Regions from separate parts of the Sus scrofa genome. Here all the other regions are linked to region 2. The links are chromatin contacts, called in public HiChIP or PLAC-seq maps. All regions are on one chromosome and are shown on one strand. Each heading gives the region's core, a stretch centred on a gene start, on an enhancer-like site or on the middle of the called end of the contact. The rest is flanking DNA. Distances are from core to core; before and after follow the strand shown. Region 1 overlaps TSEN15 (tRNA-splicing endonuclease subunit Sen15). Region 2 has its middle 98 kb from the start of C9H1orf21. Region 3 overlaps C9H1orf21.

Region 1 (4,753 bases), core at 101-2,600, 160 kb before region 2:
AAATGACCCCCTGGAAGAAAGCTGTCTGTAGCCCAGCAGCACCTGTGTTAGACAATGTAAGGAAGAAACAGACTGATACTGTGGTAGGTCCCTGAAATTCTGGGGTTTATTTATTATAGAAGCTAGTGTTGATTACTCTAGTGGATTTAGAAATGGGCCCTTTGAGGTGGGGGATAATGTCAGAAGAACCTAAAATATGTTGCACTGATGCAGCAGTTGGGCAGTAGGTGGCACAGACATTGATACTGGAGTCTGGGAAGGCATAGGCCTGTGGAAGGGGTGGCACTGCATTTGGTAGATCTTTTGCTACTGACAATTTAAAAGGCAGGCCAAGTGTCTGACAAGCCTTTGTCTCTAAGGGGGAGATTGGTTATCACTTACTGCATTCAACAAAGTCTAGCAAGACAAAATATGCTCAGGCAAGAACTGGTTTGTGTGAGAGCAGAGATGAAAGGGACCAGATGGAGCCCAGAATTCTACTGCTTCACAGGACTGGAAGAGACTACTACTTCCTGGCTCCAACCAGTAGAAGATAACAACTGAAAAAAAGGCTTTGAGCAAGAGGTACATTTAAAACATCTCAATTTAATAGATACCATGCTAGCTTCTATAGAGGTTATAAAAAACCTAGGGGCTGTTCTCTACACTCAAAGAGGGTGTAGTTTATTGAAAAAGATAAAACACATGCAAATAACTGTAGTGGAATACAGTTAATGATGGAAGTATCTGTTGCTATAAATAATGGAGGAATTCCAACTTGCTGGAGGAGCCCAGAGAAGGGGTTCTCAAGGGGACTGGGGAGCTTGGACCTTGGTTACCCATCAAGCCAACAGACCCATGAATGAATGAACCTCAAATCATCTTTCAAACTCATCTTTCCCTTTTTGAAATACCAGAGTTCAGGTTTGGTCTATGGAGTTGCCGCTGATACCTGATGCACTGGGGGGGTCCCTCCGGCCAGCCTATGACTTCCCTGTCCATATTCTTCCCTGACTTCAAAAGGAGTTCAGGCTGACACCTGCTCAGGTTCCCTCCTTAGGGCCTCATTTCTGTAAAGGTGGGAGAGGACCCTGCTATCCTCATTCCTTCCTCACCTGCCCTGAGGGTATGAGATGCCCCAGACCTTAAAGCACTGTGTGTTTGCGGGGAGATTGCTTGTTTTTATTGTCTTTCTCCCTTTTTTCAAATAATCATCTTTGGGCAAAGAATAAGAACTTGCTACTTCTTAGTGTTTCCTGGCATGAGCCTAGTACCTTTTTAGCTTGTTTTTATTGCCTCTTTGGCTGCACAGAGCACTTATCTAAATATAGAATGGTACAACACTGTGGCCAGGATTGGCAGAAGATAACATTTTCCTTCCAATCAATTCCCTTGCATCTTTTAGTGAACACTAGGTACTGTTCTTTTCTCAGAGTGGCAAGAGTGGGCAGCAGGAAAGAAATGATATTGAGTTGTGGCTCTTTCCAAAGGAGAAGTCGAACACTGTAAGGCCTTCTGAGGCAGCGAGGCCAGGGTTGGTGCTCTGGGCTGGCTCTCCTGTGACCTTGGGTGAACCACACAGCAATGGTCGGCAGCCTTCTCCAGTCCTTTGGAGGCAGGGCAGTGCAGTGGAAGGGACACAGGCTTCAGCAGCCCCAGATTGGATCTCCTGCCTAGACCCCTATTGAAGAGTGACCTTGGGTAAATTCTTTAATCTCATCTTTAAAATGGGTGGTACTAATAAAACCTATCTCTTAGGCCTCTTGTGTAGGGGTTCAGTGAGATGAATATATGTAAATTATTCAGTAAATTTTTAAGAAATGGTAGCTATTATTTTTTTTGTAGGGTGGTGTTTTATAGCATTGGTGTTTCAAATGCAACCATGTTTTCAATTTTGTTTCTGGGATATTATAAAAATAAATTTATTTATTTATTTAGATATTAACAAAAAGCAGCTCTCAGAGTTCCTTGGTGCCCTAGCGGGTTAAGGATCCATTATTGTCACTGCTGTGGCTCGGTTTGACCCCTGGCCCGGGAACTTTCATATGCCACGGGCACAGCCAAACAAAAAACACAAAGCAGCTCTCGCCATATGAGTCAGATCCAGGTCTCTTACTATCTCCATTCACTTTGGAGAAAGGGTTTCATTGCTGGAGGTTGTTCTGTGTAGTGGTTAGAACAAGGGCCCTAGCCCAATTCTTGGGGGCTCAAATTCTGGTGCGTGATCATGAGCAAGTTGCTTAACTTCTCTGGGTCACAGTTCTTTACCTGCTATTCCAAAATGAAACATTTCATGAGCTTTATCCCACTTAGTATAAATCTTCCTATTTTTGATGCAGAAATTATGACTGAGTCTAGGGCACTCCTTAAGACCCTGAGGGGGGTTCTGTAATATACGGCACCTATGCCATGTTATCTTTCTTTCTTTCTTTCTTTTTTTTTTTTTTTTGTCTTTTTTGTCTTTTTGCCATTTCTTGGGCCGCTCCCACAGCATATGGAGGTTCCCAGGCTAGGGGTCCAATCGGAGCTGTAGCCGCCAGCCTACGCCAAAGCCACAGCAATGCAGGATCCGAGCCGCGTCTGCAACATATACCACAGCTCACGGCAATGCCACATCCTTAACCCACTGAGCCAGGCCAGGGATCGAACCTACAACCTCATGGTTCCTAGTCAGATTCATTAACCACTGAGCCATGACGGGAATTCCCCATGTTATCGTTCTTTAATTTTAATTCTGAATTTCTAAACTCATCTGGCTTCAAATGTTTTGAGTAAGGGGCCTGTGACACATCCTTATAAGGCTGTTTTGTGCTATGTTAACTTCATGTAAGCTTCTTGGGAACCTTATTGGCTATTATTGTCATAGTTGGAACAACTCTTTGAGGCAGGAATTATTATCCCATTTTATAGATAAGGAAAATAAGACACAGAGACAATAAATAGCCACATAGTCCATATGTGGTAGACCTAGAATTCAAACAAGACATTTCTGACGCCAAATCCCAGGCATTCTGTTTAAACAGACTTATGTCCAGGGCCCTATACTTGCCCTGGCAGAACCAATCCCAATTAAGATTCCACTCAGGGAAGTTAGGAAACCCCATCAGCTGGGTATGCCCTTTCCAAACATCTCTGTAGGGAGACCAGCTCTGATGGGGGCTCCCCACCCTCCTCCTGTGGCCAAGCAGAGGAAAGAAGAGTGGGGTGCTGGTAAGGCTCCCCCCAGGGGCTGCCAATGACATGGCGTGGATGAGGGAGCCTGGCCTGCATGTGGTCCAGCTGCATGCCTCTGTCCATTTCTCTGATGGCCACCCTGTCTCAATTTAGGTCCCTCCAGAAGCTGATACCAAGAAAAGGATTTCAGTGTAAGTAGTTGATTTGTGAAACAGAGGAAGCACCATTTGCCATTCAGCAGTGAAGAAGGGAGGGGGGGAAGCAGCCAATAATAGATATGTCATTATTCATTTACTACTAGAACTGAAATGCCACAGGACAATGTGAGGTCGCTGTGTAAACCGCATGCCTCAAAATGATCCCACCCAAAGGATGAGGGAGTTGAGGTATTTCTACCCCATCCCTGGAGAGTCATTGGTTGAGGGTTACTCCCAGAGATGTCCTTGGCAGGCAGCCAGAAGCAGCATGGCCTTCTCGTTCTGAAATATAAGGTCCAGGAGATGGGAGTGAAGCATTGATGGGGGCCGGTACCCACCCCAAGCCCAGTTCTGTGTAGTAGCAGGAATAATTATGTTTGTGAAAAGCCCAGGATGGATGATGTCTCCCTTACCATGGGTTTGATGTCCACTGACAGACCCATCTACCTTCAAAAAATTCCCACCGTACTTTCTGCTCTGGTGCCTGAAATTTGTGCCATAAGTCATCAGTCGCCTGAGGTCACCAATTAAATGTCCGGACATTACCCAGGAGAAGGAAGCCATGACCTTTCCGTTCCTAGCCAGAGACTTGCCTCAAGGGAAAAGGACTTGGAACACAGATATTTACTTATTTTTTTTTACCTTTTATTTATTTATTTTTCTACTGTACAGCATGGTGACCCAGTCACACATACATGTACACATTCTTTTTTCTCACATTTTCATGCTCCATCATAAGTGACTAGACATAGTTCCCAGTGCTACACAGCAGGATCTCATTGCTAATCCATTCCAAAGGCAACAGTCTGCATCTGTTAACCCCAGGCTCCCAATCCATCCCACTCTCTCCCCCTTGGCAACCACAAGTCTATTCTCCAAGTCTATGATTTTCTTTTCTGTGGTGTATATTAGATTCCAGATATAAGTGATATCATATGGTATTTGTCTTTCTCTTTCTGACTTACTTCACTCAGTATGAGAGTCTCCAGTTCCATCCATGTTGCTGCAAATGGCATTATCTTGTTCTTTTTATGGCTGAGTAGTATTCCATTGTGTATATATACCACATCTTCCGAATCCAATCATCTGTCGATGGACATTTGGGTTGTTTCCATGTCTTGGCTATTGTGAATAGTGCTGCAATGAACATGCAGGTGCATGTGTCTTTTTTAAGGAAAGTTTTGTCCGGATATATGCCCAAGAGTGGAATTGCTGGGTCATGTAGTAGTTCCATCTATAGATTTCTAAGGTACCCCCATACTATTCTCTATAGTGGCCGTACCAGTTTCCATTCCCACCAACAGTGCAGGAGGGGAACAAAGATGTTTTAATGGAAGGAATATCGGGAAAGTTCTGGACAACATTTATAACTGAATCACTTCATTGTACAGCAGAAATTATCA
Region 2 (4,612 bases), core at 2,058-4,557:
GTGGCTACAGCTCCGATTCAACCCCTAGCCTGGGAACCTCCATATGCCGTGGGAGCGGCCCAAGAAATAGCAACAACAACAACAACAACAACAACAACAACAAAAAGACAAAAGACAAAAAAAAAGAATCTATGCACTTCAGTAGGGACCAAGGTGGGAGCGGTCAATTCTAAGACACAGAGGGGAGGTGGGGTGTGCAGCTCTTGGCGGCTGGTAAAATCCTTCCTCGTGTTTAATGTTTTGTATGGTCTAGTTGTTCACTGGCTTTGGATTTAATTCAAATGGATTGTAAAGAAAGGTGTTTTTTTTTCTCTTAAGGTGCTTCCCAGGAAAAAAAGCAAAGGTTTTCTCATTTGAAACTTCCTCTCTGCGTCTTGCCCCTGACTAGTTTTGCAGTTTCAGTCTTTTGAATTCTTCTGTCTGGGACACTTTGCAGACTGCCGGAAATCCAGAAAGCAGAAGGGAACAGAAGGCTGTCTACGCCTTTGATGTCGGTGCACTGTGTTTCACGGTGTGTCTGTGTGTCTGTTTCATCATGTGTGTGTCGGGCGGGAGGCACATGCATCTCGGATTTCCGGAGAGCCTGATGGGGCTCAGCAGCCCACCCATGGGTCTCCTTGAGGCAGTTTTTTTGTTTAAGAAGCATCACTGGAATCATGTCACCCTATGGAGCTGGTGGCTGTCGGATAAAGCATTCGTGTTACCTTTCCGGTTCTGTCCAAGTGAACTCTTGACTCCCCACTATTTTCCTTCCTGCTGCCTTATGATTCCTTTGGATCTAATTCTTCCAAGGCTCCTTTGCCAACTGTCCATGAAACAGAACCAGAATGGCCTGTGGCCCTCTGGTCTCTGCTGGGTTAGAATTCCCAATTCTGAAATTTACACAAAACTCTGTGATGCTCGGATATCCATGTACCTTCCTCATTTGTTACTCAGACATGAAAGTACTTACTTCATAGGGTGTCTTAAATAAGATGACTCATGTGAAGGGCCTGGCTGGTTGAGTGTTAGCTAGTTGTGGGATCATTTTAGTGACACATGGGAATTGGCCGCAGTTCTGAGCACTGGGTCATGGCCTTGGCTGGTGATAACAACCCAACCATCGGTCCCTTTAAGGACCTCCAGATGGCTGGCCACTGGCTTTACTTACATCCCTGCTGGAAGGGAGGAGGGCGAAGGCTGGGGAAGCACAAGCCCCTGCTGAGATTTCACCCCGGCTGCTTCCATCAGTAGCTTCACCCCAGGGGTTGCAGAAATATTTTGTGTTCCCAGAACCTTGCTCTGGGCACCATCCCAAGAGAGCTCAGGGTTTAGAATGTGCTACGTCCTCAGCAGCCTAGTCTCAGCCTTCACGAGGCCAGAGAACCTGCAGCGGCAAACAGGAGCCTTCCTGGGAGGTTTCTAGGGAGGTCATGAGAGAGTGTCATCAAGCTTACTAGTGAGCACCATCTGAACGCATCCTTTCTCCACGGCGGTTTGCTAGGGGCCGAAATCGTCCAGTCCTCAGAGTCAGCTCAATGCCTGCTTACTCCCTGCTCCACTCGGGTTACAGTTGCTTATCCCTTTGACCTGAGACAGCGGGGACAGACATCAGCCCCAAATGTCTGAGACAGGTACTCCCTGCCAGGCTTGACCGTCAATTCATGGACTCGAGGATGAAGCTGAATCCTCAGCAGATCCCAAAGCTACACAGGGGAAGTGATTTTTCTGTTTCCCTGGATGCACCCAGGAAAGCAGAGTTGAGGCACTCAGGGTGGGAGGGCAGGGCCTATAGATGGGGCTTTCTTGGGGTGCTGTCCATTGCACAAGCAGGCATGGTCCATCCCCATATGCACGTCCTGCAGGCTTTGGAGCGCCCAGCCTGGAGCCTGGAGTGGAAAGGAGCAGGTGAGACAGTAAGGAGGCACAAGACAATGGGATCTAGGCAGTGACCAGGTACAAAATGCTTAGCGAGCGCAGTGAGGTGGCAGCTTACTCTAACCCCACCTGAAAAGGCCTTATAGGAATGTGGCATGGTAGGATTTAGAAAATAAACAGACCCTCCAATGATTTAAAAATTGTTGACTTCGGAGTTCCCACTGTGGCTCGGTGGGCTAAAGACCCCATGTAATGTCTGTGAGGATGCAGGTTCCATCCCTGGCCTCCCTCAGTAGGTTAAGGATCCAGCATGGCTGCAGGCTGTGGCTTAGGTCACAGATATGGCTCAGATTTGGCATTGCCGTGGCTGTGGCATAGGCCAGGAGGCCAGCTCCATTTGACTCCTAGCCTGGGAATCCCATATGCCACAGGTGCAGCACAAAAGAAAACAAATTGCTGACTTAAAAACTCCTGCAAGAGTAAGGCTTAAGCATCTTGAATTTGTCTTGTATCTTATCTGCCATGGAGTTGAAAGCATGTGAACAATGAATATGGGAGAATGGTTGCAGCAGGAAAGAAGGGGGCTTTTGAGAGTTCTCTTGTGGGGCAGTGGGTTAAGGATCTGGCATTGTCACTCCAGCGGCTTGGATCCCTGCTGTGCCCTGGGCTCAATCCCTGGTCCAGGAACTTCCACAGACTTTGGATGTGGCCAAAAAGAAAAAAAAGAAGGAGGCATTTGCTGGTAATTGTGGGCCAGGTGGGGAAGGGCACCCTAAGTCTGAGCTAACTGGCTCAGTGTTGACTACAGATAAAGTCACCTCTCTGCCTTCCAGAATAATTTTCATCTGTCTTCAGAGGTGATTCAGGCTAAATCAATTAAACGTTAGACTTTAATCTGTCTTTCCACAAACTTGGAATTTGGTAGCCTCCTCTCCCCTCCCCTCCAGAAGCATCTGGGAGGGTGGTGTTTTGTTTTGTTTTGTTTTTTTCCTTTTAGGGCCACACCCATAGCATATGGAGGTTCTCAGGCTAGGGGTCCAATCAGAACTGTAGCTGCTGGCCTACACCACAGCCACAACAATGTGGGATCCGAGCCTCATCTGCGATCTACACCCCAGCTCACGGCAACGTCGGATCCTTAACGCACTGAGCGAGGCCAGGGATCGAACCTGCAACCTCATGGTTCCTAGTCAGATTCGTTCCCACTGTGCCATGATGGGAATGCCAAAGCTCATGTTCTTGAAAGGTGCTTTGTGTTTCCAAAAAGAAAGATGGTTTGAACCCGAGGTTTTACCCTTTGCAGCGTGAACTCAATAAGAGCATCACTACCCTTGGGGAGGAAAACCAGACCTGAGACACATGAGACAGGAAACTATGTTCCAGCATGACTGAAATAGACCAGAGGTCATCGGCTGAAATAACCCCCCTGGAGCCAGCGTGGAGCTGGAATGGGTACCTAGAATGTACGGACACTAGAGCACTCTTCTATTTATGCTCTGATAACATCAGACCCTGCTGGGGTCATGTGTTTAATTTCAGGAGCTTCGGTTGAGAAAGGGCAGCCGAATTTGGACAGGCTTCAGAGGACATTTGTCAAGATACTTGAAGGGCTGGAAAAGAATACCTACCAGAAAGGTTAATGGAGACAGATCTGGCACCAACTGGCTGTGTGACTTTAGACAAGTCACTTCAGCTCTAAGACGCTCTGTTTCCTCCTCTGTAAAACAAGGACAGTGGCCTGGCTGAGCCCTCAGGACCCCCCAGGTTTCCCAGCCCTTTTATAGTCCAGAAGCAGTGAGAACTAGGCAGGAACTTTATTGTTTATTTTCATTACATGCCTCTTTTTTACAAATATGTCTTCCTTCCTGGAGACAGAATAAGAGAACAAAGGCTGAAACTGTAGATTAATCTTTTTGTGGAAGCAAAAGCGATGCATTAGAGAGCTTTTCCCAAACAGAGCAGAATTCAGAAAAATAAATGGAGCTAACCTTTGTTGGAAAGTTTTGTTTACAATGACCTTTGGAGTTCCATTGTGCCTCAGTGGGTTAAGAACCTGACTAGCATCCATGACGATGTGGATTCGATCCCTGACCTCACTCAGTGAGTTAAAGAATCTAGCATTGCTGCAAGCTGCAGCATATGTCCCAGACACAGCTTGGACCCCGCATTGCCATGGCTGCGGTGTAGGGTAGCAGCTGTTGCTCCACTTCAACCCCTGGTCTTAGGAACATGCAAATGCCACAGGTGCAGGCATAAAGAGAGGGGAAAAAAAATGACCTTTTAGTTCTCATGTCTTTAGAAATTATAAGCCAACTCTCTCTCATGGAGCCCTTTCCCCTTGCCCCATCTGTGCTGCCATGAGAGCTTCTGGTTTCCTCCGCTTGGGTCAAGTGAGATTTTATCTCTTCCCAAAGAGATGCCAGTAATCTCTGCCTAAAGGCACTGACCTCAAGTCACCTTGGGGCACAAAGTCCAATGTAAAAATGGGAGGGAAGAGGCACCTACAGGAAAGGCCCCCAGCCCCCCACCCCATCCTTTAATGATGCTCCCTTAGTCAGAGCCTACCTGTTAGGTGCAGTCAGCATGTCTCCCAAGAGGGTGACTTGTCCGTTTTGGTACGAGGCTCAGAATTCTATCCCCATTCTCTGCTTCCTCCTCTTCCTCTCCACAGGAGCCTCAGATTGGGAGAGCAGGAGATTGTGGAATGATCTGAGTCAGTAGTTGGAAAACACAATTCTAGAGCCTGGGGTCCCCA
Region 3 (4,783 bases), core at 1,501-4,000, 210 kb after region 2:
GGGGACCCCCTTCCCCTCAGCTCTGTGTCTTCAGACTTCCTGCACAGCCCCCATCACCGTTGCTGGACCCCACAGTTTAGTGGGTTTGGATTTAATGGAACCCCTCTGACGCTCTTACCAATGAGGCTTCACCCCCTCTCCTCCCAAAGAGAAATCAGAAAAACAGACACATTGAGCAGCATGTGTTGGGGACATAGGCTCATTCAGGAGCCCAGGTCTTGGAGGATGGTGTGTCGTTTACGGGCTGTTCAGCTCCCAGCCCTGCGCCCTTCCCCCACCCCCCTCCCCCGACTCCCCCACCTCCCCCCCCACTTCCCCACTTCCCCACACCCGACCCGGGATTCCTCCAGAGCTGGTCTCCGCCTCCGCCTCCGCGCTGGAGGAACGCACTTGGGTCTCTGGCGGGAAGGTACCTTGGTGATTCCTGACAACTGGAAAGGATCTTTTGTTTGCTGTGAAGGAGGCGCTTGTGAGAAGAGGCCCAGCCTTGTCAAGAGGAGCCAGCGGGCCCGCGCTGCCCTCGCGCAGGAAGCCGCTGGCTCTCGGCCTCCCGGGACCTTCCTGCAGGAGAGCTGCGCTGCCGGCCACGCTGCGGACGCGCTTCAGGAGGAGGGAGGCCGTGCTCTTCTTCAGCACGCATTGTACTTGCGCTGTGTTTTTCCCCTTTAAATGCTCAGGGGCAGTGCATATAGCCTTTAGAATCACATCAACTGAAAACGACTATCCACTGTCTTCTATTCTTGGTAATGATTTTGCTGCGGCTGAGTTATTTCTGATGGTCGTAGAACCAGTAGCCAGCTTCAGTCCAGAGGCACCTTAAAAGAATCACCAAAGATCACAGAAAAGCAGTTTCGACTTTAACCGAATAACCACTAAGAATCCCAAGGAGGCATCTCATGAACCTGCGTCATGGTTCTACCCCCCCCCCCCCCGAATTTCTAGCTCTCTGCCGCTCTGGTGACTTTTTGTCTGCTTTTCTGTAGACGATCTCATAAATATCCTCTCTCTCTAATTTCCTGCAAAACCTTCCCCTCTAGCCCAGTTCTTCTCATTAGTTCTCCTCTTTCCCATGTTAATCCAGACTGCTGCCACTTCCTGATAACCTCCTCACTCCATCACCAGGCTGCATCACAAAAGAACCCCAGCCTCTGGCCACCGGAGAGGTGCCTTGAGGGGGGGAGGGAGACTGGGCTGCTTGAGTGCTAATACTTGACTCTGTCCTGCTATCTGAGAATCTTTTCCTTAACAGAAATCCGCTTAAGTCAGTACCCAGTTCAAGGAATTAAATCAGATGGATAATAAGATGTGCTTCTTCCTTAACACACACACATACCCACGCGCGCACACGCCATTGGCCAATTGTTCAATATCTGGAGCAGCCATACTAAATGGGGAAGGGTTTCTGGAACGGTCATAGAATTTCCAAATCCTGACCAGCCACCTTGCAAATTCATGACCATTAATCTTGGACGGTAGTGAAGGACTGACTCTATAAATGAATCAGCAGGAATTTATGGTCTATCCTAGAAAAGCAACTCTCATTTCAAGCCCTCTTAATGACAGTGGAATTTTATCAACTTTGTGTACAATGGCAGGCATGTAAGCCACTCTGTTAGTATCTGTTTGTAATTGCTGTCATTGCCATAGGGTTTACCCTAAAAAGGAAATTACTGTTTGCATTTATTCTAGATCTTATTTTATCATAATGCATTTTTTAATGCTTGACCTGAAGAGGTTTATCTCAAGGTGACTTCCATTCAGAGAGAGGATACATATTATGATAACATGTTGTAATAGTTCTGTAATGGAAGAAGAATCTTCATTTTTATTAGAAATTCATTTGACTATACGGTTTGGGGAAAGTCGATTAAAAGCCTGTGGTCTGAGCCAGACTGCCTGGGTTCAAGGCCTGGCCTGGCCAGGTGGTACAGCTAGGTGAGTCAGTGTTTCCTTATGATGGAGACATTGATAGTTCCCTTTCATAGAGACACTGTGAGTATGAAATGGGTTAGGGGTTAACCACTTTTCCAAACTAGATCTGGAACTTTTAAAGGGCTCTGTAAACAATAGCGCTTCCTCCTTCTCCTCCTTACTCAAGCGAAGGAAGAGATCCTTGATGTATTGCTTGTCTTAATGTTACTAAGATCATAGATCAGAGTTGTAGTGTACAACTGATGCCTTTAAATGTAGTTATCTTTCAAACAACAAGTTTTTGTAAAGACATTGCGGTATTTGCATTGCAGAAGAACTTCAGTTTTCTTTCACTAGATGTAGTTGTAATGAAAAGTTACATTACAGTGAAACTGCCATTGTAATGAAAAGCTTCACAACCCCTGCTCTGGCTGGTATATTAATTCCTAATTGAAGGAGCACAAGGAGAAGAGCTTCCATTGACAGAGACCCCAGACACCTGCCAAGGGAGGGTCTGTCAGTTTCCCTGATGGTGCCTGTGAATGTGAAATGTCCTTCTAACTTCTGTTTCTGTCACTATGATTTGCAAATGTGTCCAGATCCTTTCTGAATCCATTCGTACTTTATGCCTGTATCATTTCCCAAAGTAATTATTTTCTGTGCTCTGCGGTTTAGTGGTTAGGAGCCTGGCCCTGGATTTAGACCAATCTGGGTTAGAACCAGCACTGCCACTTGACCAGCCAATCAAGGACTAATCTCTGCAACTGTAGAAAGGGCGTTATAATACCAGCCTCGCGCGACTGACCTGAGGATTAAATCCAGGCAGGGGAGAGGACAGGTGACTGGGCAGGCTTTTCTCTGGAAGGGTTATCAAGGATAACAGGAGCCCCAGCAAAAATAGCAGAGAGGCCTTAGCTGGCCTCCAGCCTTTCTGTGGTTAGTGCAGAACCAGAACTGCAAGAGTCAGAGCAGGCTCTTGAGAAACTGGATAAATTGCTGTCAGTACCTCCATGCGTGCCCGCCTGCCCGCCCGCCTGCCCTGGGAGCGGCTTGCCATGCATTCTCTTTCTTGTTTAGGAATTATATCTGTATGATATAACAATTACGGGACTTCCCTGGTGGCCCAGCAGGTTAAGGATCCAGAGTTGTCACTGCTGTGGCTCAGGTCACTGCAGTGGGGCCAGGTGCTATTCCTGGCCCAAGAACTTCTGCCTGCTGTGAGCATAGCCAAAAAAAAAAAAAAAAAAAATTAAACCCTCTCTCCAGAGGAAAGCCTTAGTATGCATATGCATTCCTAAAGGAATCTGGGCTGTATTTGGATCTGGTTATATATCTTGTGTCAGAGCTTGTCAGAGATGAATGTTCCGGGGGCCCTTCATGACTGGTTAATAGTTCCCTGGTCACTGAATGATGAGCCTCAAATGGATGAAGGAGATGTGCTGTCCAGCCTCTGAAATGATTGAGTGATTCGGGAATGGGGCCTGCAGGTCTAGTCTTAATTATTAAAGGTGCTGTGGAGAGGGCAGCTTTCCCACCGTCTCATCCTTGCCGTGTGGCTGCTTCTTCCCTGGTCCTCTTCGAAGAGGAGGACATGACCCTAAGAACGCTAAGAGGCCATAGCACCTGTGCACATGCATCGCAGCGCACTCACTTCCCTCAGAGAGGTCAATCCCCTGCCTCCACAGCACACAGCCGCCAGGGCATCAAGCCAGGTCCGGAGGAGAACGGCCCTTTGAGCTGGGGCTCTGTGTCTTGTGATTCACCGCTGTCCCGCCAGAGAGGAAGGAGCTGGGTCAGGTTGGGCGGCATTCCCTCTGCTCCCAGGATCCATCGCAAGCCCTCCCTGGTCCGCGTGCTCCAGTACCTTCCCGTCCCCAGGTCCCCAGTGGAGGGTGTACCTGTCAGGGGAGGCAAGAAACAGGTTCTGGCAGGCGCCGTGTCTCAAGCAACTGCCCCCGCAGCGGACTGCAGACCAAGATTCCACCTGCCCCCGTGAGACTCCTTGTGGCTCCCCTCACCCTCGTGCCATACTGGCCTCTCTCTCTGGCTCGTGGCTGGTCTTCTCCTCGTGTTCTTCCTCCGCCTCTGCTGCTCCGAGCAAGTTCCACCTTTGTGGCGCCCTCTCTGAGAGCCAGGCGGAAAGCCTGGGATTCAGATGGTGGAGGTCTGTCCAGAGGAGAGGATCGATGACAGTCCAGAGGACAGATGCTTAGTCTGCTTCATTTTGTTTTGTTTTTTGCTCTTTTTTTTTTTTTTAGGGCGCACCCTTGTCATGTGGAGGTTCCCAGGCTAGGGGTCTAATCGGAGCTGCAGCCACCGCCTACGCCAGAGCCACAGCAACGCGGGATCCGAGCCGCGTCTGCAACCTACACCACAGCTCACGGCAACGCCGGATCCTTAACCCACTGAGCAAGGGCAGGGACCGAACCCACAACCTCATGGTTCCTCGTCGGATTCGTTAACCACTGCACCACGACGGGAACTCCAGCAGTATGTTATCTTTTAATCCCAGAGTCCTAATTTATCCCTCCCCCCATGTCTGTTAGTCTTTCTCTATTTTGCTAATAAGTTCGTTGGTAACAGTTTAAAAATTCTCCATGTAAGCGATGTATGATGTCATTGCGTATGTTAAAGAGGATGATACCCTTTGTTAGTGAGGGTGTGTTGAGATGAGTTGTACAGCACTGAAGCACGATTAAATCTTTTATCTCTGGTTTTAAAATATATCCAAGTATTGGGTTTCACTGAATAAGGATACTATAGGCATTTGAAAAGTACCTTTTTTTGCTTGTTAGGGCCATACCTTTGGCAAATGGAAGTTCCCAGGCTAGGGGTCAAATTAGAGCTACAGCCACTGGCCTATACCACAGCC

What was found. HiChIP or PLAC-seq counts read pairs in DNA pulled down with a chosen protein or histone mark.
Region 1: a contact with region 2 is called in an H3K27ac HiChIP or PLAC-seq map of skeletal muscle. The contact joins two enhancer-like sites. A contact is called at or near these places in 2 of 47 Hi-C or Micro-C datasets (embryonic fibroblasts and skeletal muscle) and 1 of 2 datasets of contacts at active chromatin or transcription factors (skeletal muscle).
Region 3: an H3K27ac HiChIP or PLAC-seq map of skeletal muscle shows a contact between it and region 2. The contact joins two enhancer-like sites. A contact is called at or near these places in 2 of 47 Hi-C or Micro-C datasets (heart right ventricle and psoas muscle) and 1 of 2 datasets of contacts at active chromatin or transcription factors (skeletal muscle).

Annotation. Positions count from the first base shown.
Region 1 is chr9:125,355,626-125,360,378 of Sscrofa11.1, forward strand. All of the region lies in intron 7 of TSEN15 (tRNA-splicing endonuclease subunit Sen15), which reads left to right. Among named protein-coding and RNA genes, the nearest start is that of TSEN15, 57 kb to the left of the region's middle. Within about 2 kb of position 1,351, at least 4 of the 83 cell types and tissues checked have an H3K27ac peak or open chromatin away from gene starts, as enhancers often do. A contact at or near this core is called in skeletal muscle, where this site is marked.
Region 2 is chr9:125,512,519-125,517,130 of Sscrofa11.1, forward strand. No RefSeq gene overlaps it. Among named protein-coding and RNA genes, the nearest start is that of C9H1orf21, 98 kb to the right of the region's middle. Within about 2 kb of position 3,308, at least 3 of the 83 cell types and tissues checked have an H3K27ac peak or open chromatin away from gene starts, as enhancers often do. A contact at or near this core is called in skeletal muscle, where this site is marked.
Region 3 is chr9:125,721,826-125,726,608 of Sscrofa11.1, forward strand. All of the region lies in intron 2 of C9H1orf21, which reads left to right. Among named protein-coding and RNA genes, the nearest start is that of C9H1orf21, 110 kb to the left of the region's middle. Within about 2 kb of position 2,751, at least 5 of the 83 cell types and tissues checked have an H3K27ac peak or open chromatin away from gene starts, as enhancers often do. A contact at or near this core is called in skeletal muscle, where this site is marked.